Linked DNA regions of Rattus norvegicus: region 2 is linked to region 1. A link is a contact called in public Hi-C data. All regions are on one chromosome and are shown on one strand. The core of a region is the stretch at or near the end of the contact, and the rest is flanking DNA. Distances in the headings are between cores, read along the strand shown.

Region 1 (2,700 bases), core at 167-2,666:
AGACATTCAGAAGTCATCTTGTGGGGAGGCCTTGGTGTCTCTACTTGGTGGACTGCCCTGTTCCTACGTGGAGTGGGTTCGTGGTGTGTATTTAGTTTTGAAGAACATTTTAGAGTCTGATTTTCTCAGCACACCTCTGTACAGGGTACACATTATAGAAAGGACACAGGGATTAATTAAGAGTATATATGGAAACATACACGTACATGTGTGTGCAAAATATATTAAAATATATAACTATATAAACATACAACCCCCCCACCAAAGGCTCTGCAAATTTTCAGTGCTGAGCCTCAGATGTATTTAACTCTCCTCTTAACTACGAACTCGGGAGGGCCCAAGTCGAGAACACTCTTCTTTCAACTTGCCAGCTTCACTCCCTGTGACTCGGAGGCATCTGTGTTGAGCTGGAGGGGTTTTGTTTCAGTCGGTGGGGAGGGTCTGTGGATGCTGGGGGTGGGGGAGTTATTTATTTATTTGATTTGGTGAGTCCCCGAGTTGTAAAAAGCTGTCTGAAATATTCATGCACAACGGTCTGAGAAGCCGGTTTCTGTTTTATTTACTGCACAGTAGAACAGCCACAGCGGATTAGTTCTACAATACCCGTAACAAAAGCCCAACAGCTGATGCATGTGATGTTGGGAGGTGACAAAACAGTTAAAGTATGCTGCTGGCTATGGGCAAGCCGTCAGCAGATGCAGACAAAAGGCCTGTGACAAGAATAACTCTCTCCAAGGCGAGCAGTGAAGAGTATCCAAAATACCAGCACCCTTTTCTCCTTGACATTGTCTTCTCCAAGTCAGCATTTTATTGCCCTTTTATAGTATTAAAAAAAAGTGGAGAAGGAAAAAAGAAAGAAAACCCACACACGGACGGATTCACCAAAATACAAGCAGGGCTCTCTTTTCTCCCTCTCAACCAGCCCTGTCATCCTTACACACATCTTCCGTTTTTATGTTGAAGTTTGGGGGACGTGGAGGGATTAGCTTAAAAGATAGTGTCAAAAACACCTTCCTTACTGAGATTGGGATCTATTGATAGGCTGAAATGGTCATTGGGTGGTGGTTCTTGGGGAAGGGCTGTGGGGGAATTGGGGGGGAGGAATACTTGGCGTGTTTTCTATCCATTTCAGTAAAGATGATTCTATCGGTGAGCTGAGGCCAGTCCTTTGAAGGGGATCAAGAGTAGAGGCCTGTCCATGGGGACCTGAGCAAAGGGCAGGGTTATGGTCCCCCCCCCCCCTTCTAGAGGCCAGTGAGTGAGCAGAGGGATGCTTCAGAGGTGTGAAAAATCAGCCTCTCTGTCTCCAGAAAATAGGAGAGACTGTCTTCTTTTTAACCTTTGTAATTCCCCCTCTATTCTCTGTGACATTCATTCAGCTGCCAAGAGCGTTTGGCAAGGTTTGGGCCAGCGAGCACACTTCCAGTGACCGCTAACCTTGGTATGTCCTGACACTTATGATGAGTGTCTGTAGGACACAGAAGGCAGGCAGCCTGCTATGTCAGGCTTTCATTATGGACTGCAGAGACTGGGGACAGCCAGTTTAATAAAACAAATCATCCTTGAAGGTAAAGCAACTGGGAAGAGGAGGAGGAAGACAGGAGGGGGATGTCTTTGCCACTCAATCCTATCTGTGTGTGTGTGTGTGTGTGTGTGTGTGTGTGAGAGAGAGAGAGAGAGAGAGAGAGAGAGAGAGAGAGGAGCAGCAAAACATTCCCCCGCCCAGCCCACTGCCTGTGTGCGCTGCCCAGCTGTGGACTAAACAGATGTGAACTCCTTCCCTCCATCCTCTGGAAGCCACTGGCTCTCTCTGATGGGCAAGCAAGAGCAAATAATCAGGGTGAAGTTGGTAGGTGCTTGCTGGCCATCTCCCTTCAGAGTGGCCAGTGTGTTCAAGCACCTCACCGTGAGTCTGTTTTCTAAATGTCAAGGCAAGACTATTTGGGGTAAGGCTCCTAGGCTGGGATGCCTTTTTATCAGAGCAAAGTTTCCACTGTCCCCTCCTGAAGAACTCCCGGCCAAGCAGCTCCCACAATAGCCTCCTAGGTCTGCCAAAGACTTTGGAAGCCTTTTGTTTTTCCCCTGTGGCATGTCCAAAGGCCTGGCCTCCCCCTCCCCCGCCCCCGGCAGCCTGCATTGTCTTGCATTCCAGTGACTTGATTGACTGTTGCACCTGATGCTGAGAAGACTCAAGGGTTCATGGTAGAGATTGTTGGGTTCTATTAAAAGAAACCCAGATAAGGGATTACTTGTCACTAAGGGCTTTTCCGCAGATGTTTATTAGCGATGGGAAAGCCATTAGGTGTGAGGAGGTGCATGAAGTATGGGTAATATCATGCTCCTAATCCTGAACCCCGATTACCCCCCAAACATCAGGAAGATGCTACCCCCCTCTGGTAAATGAAGGTGGAGAAAGGGTTCTGAGCAGAGAGCAAGAGGCTCTCTGTTTTCCTGGGTGAGATCTCTACCTGTGGGTGGAATCCCTCAGCATTCTCTCAGAATAGCCATTTTTACCCCCACACACTCTCTGGAGCCTCCATGGAGAGACGACCTGCTCCAGTATCGGAGGCTCTCCAAGAACCCTTTTACCCTATGCTGCAAATTAGCAAGCTACTTCATGTTGCGCCAAGAGGACCCCTCCAACAACCAGACCAGCAGCCCGTAACTCTCTAACCCATTTCTGTTTACATTGACGTTACT
Region 2 (2,700 bases), core at 125-2,624, 570 kb before region 1:
AGCATGTGGGGAGATGAGTCTCCATTGTATGCTTGCACCAGCCTGGAGCCTCCCAATGCCATGCCTTCACTGCCACATGAACCAGTATCACCTCAAACAGTGAGGTGATATCAAAAGAAAGCCAAACAACCCCCAAACCCCTCCTCCCCATATGCCTACAAATATACACACATGCATGCACATGTTACACCTGCACACATTCATCTACACAGATACACTTCTACATATGTATGCACAAATATGCACATACACACATATACATATACAATACACATGCACACATATACATATATGTATATATACATATTCACACAATATATATACATCCAATATGCTTGTACACATTCATATACACAGACACACTTCTATATATGTATGCATACATATACACATGTGCACATATACATATATAATACACATGCATACATATACATATGTATGTATATACACATATTCACATACACATTTATATACATCTGAATATGCTTGCACACATACATATACACAGATATACTTCTATATAAGTATGCACACATATGTGCATGCATACATATATATACATACATTTGTATACATATATATGTATATACACATATTTGCATACACATACACATCTGAATATGCTTGCACACATACATGTACACAGAGACATTTCTACATAAGTATGCACACATATGCACACACATATACATATATGCACACATGCATACATATACACATACGCATACATATATACACATCTGATATGCTTGCACACATACATAAACACATAAGCTTGCACACATATGCACATGCACACATACATAAGCACATGATGAATGTATGTGGAACACTACATAAAGATGAAAGCAGAGGCTGGAGAGATGTATCTACACACCAAGGAACACCAAAGCTTGTGCAAAATCCACTGAAAGCCAAGGGAGAGGCAGGGCCAGGCGCTCCCTTCCAGTCCTTAGGAAGACTCAGATCTGCTGTTGCCTTCATCTAGACACCAGGCTGAGGTGAGAGCATCTTCTGTTGTAGCAGTTTGGTTTGCACAGTGGTCCTAGCAATGAACACAGTCAGAATCTGCTATAGTTTGGGTCTCAGCTGTCCCCAGGTCCATAAGCAGGAGGCTTGGGACCCAGGGAGGTGCTTTGGTGGTGGAGTCTTTAATAGATGGATAGATGGGGTTTAGGTTGTGTGTGTGTGTGTGTGTGTGTGTGTGTGTGTGTGTGTGTGTTAGACCAGCAGGAAGTATGCTTAAAAGGGAATCTCAGGTCTCCTCTTTTCCTCCTCTGGTTCTTGGCTGATGATGGTATGAGGTCCATGTGCACCAGCCATGATAGGCTGCCGGCCCTGCCAAGCCCAAAACAAACAGGCCAACCTGTCACGACCTGGATCCCTCTACTGTGTGAGCATGAATCACCTCTTTTTCTAACCAGGTTCTGCCACAGTGGTTGGAAAGCTGATAGCGAACTTGCTTTGACGAACCTCACACACTTTCCTTTCTGTGTCTTCCTGGTGTTCCCCCACATCCAGAGCCACTTCCTAGAGAGGAGCACAAACACATACCTATTGGTCAGAACCAGAATGAATGGGCACTGAGGCCGCAACCAGAACTCTTCTTTTGCTACTAAACTCCCACCCGGGGGGAAAGATAGTTCTCACTAACCAGGATGCCCAGACAGGTGGAGCTGTCACTGTGGTGGGAACAGCTGCTTCAATCGGTCTTCTTAGTTGTTGGTCCTCAGAAGAATCGTGATATGCAGGGAAGGAGCTGCTTGAAACAGGCCAGGTTCCCATGTGACTGGGGAGGAGGCGTGTGGCCCAGCAATATCGGATTAGGGTGCCGAGCAGGAAGCAAGATGGCCGTGCAATGATTGACGGCATATTCTCTGGATGAAGGGGCGAAGCAGGACCGTCTCTCCCCAAGGCTAGGGGAAGTTCCACCACCATTTTCCACCCCTCCTTTCCGAGTCTTGCTGTGCTCCCCGATTCCCTTCTCCTTTGCTGGATGCTTACAGAGCCAGCCTTATGCCGAGCACCCGCCGAGTCCTCCCATCCATCTGATCCAGTGCCCAACGTGTGATTTAGGGGTGTCATGTGCCCTGCGCAGAAGCAGGGCAGTGGTGAGAGGAGGGAGAGAGGTAGGGGGAATCCTGGCATTTGATCCGATCAAATGCACCTTAAGAGCAAACCCATACCCGGCACTGAAGGTATCAGCTGGGTCCTGCCTACAGTTATGTCAAACAAAGTGTGCTAGGAAGTGCCAACTCTCCCTTTGTGCTGTGACACCGCGAGCTGCCAAAAGATATTAAAAAGCTCGCGCGAGCTAGGTGATGGCAGCTGTAACTATCTAAGTTATTGCCTGACAGCTGCAGCATCGCCTCGCCGCCGCTGGCCTTTATAGTCGCTTCTGCATTCATCCGCCCTTTCTCCAGCAACCACTGCACCAGCCTGCAGTGGGCGAGTCGCCTGCCCAGCCCCTGTGCCCGCAGGCGGGGAGACTCGCATCGAGCCCTCTCGCGGAGAGACACCCACACGCAGATTCTGGGAGAACTCATATTTCTCTTGGCCGGCCCCCAAGCTGGTTTTGCGTTGGTCAACTCGGACTCCGAGGAACCTTGGACCGGAGAACGGCGCAGAGGCGAGGCGCATGCCCAGGCACACGCACCGAATGCAGCTTTCTTTTTTGTGGGTCTGTGCGTGTTGGCTCTG

The links. Hi-C and Micro-C count contacts between places; a contact is called where the count stands out from the background.
Region 2: a Hi-C map of liver shows a contact between it and region 1, with 4 times the contacts expected there. The contact joins two enhancer-like sites. A contact is called at or near these places in 2 of 12 Hi-C or Micro-C datasets (kidney and liver).

Annotation. Positions count from the first base shown.
Region 1 is chr13:104,205,572-104,208,271 of GRCr8, reverse strand. All of the region lies in intron 4 of Prox1 (prospero homeobox 1), which reads left to right. Among named protein-coding and RNA genes, the nearest start is that of Prox1, 44 kb to the left of the region's middle. Within about 2 kb of position 1,416, at least 28 of the 93 cell types and tissues checked have an H3K27ac peak or open chromatin away from gene starts, as enhancers often do. A contact at or near this core is called in liver, where this site is marked.
Region 2 is chr13:104,778,570-104,781,269 of GRCr8, reverse strand. No RefSeq gene overlaps it. Among named protein-coding and RNA genes, the nearest start is that of Rps6kc1, 240 kb to the left of the region's middle. Within about 2 kb of position 1,374, at least 5 of the 93 cell types and tissues checked have an H3K27ac peak or open chromatin away from gene starts, as enhancers often do. A contact at or near this core is called in liver, where this site is marked.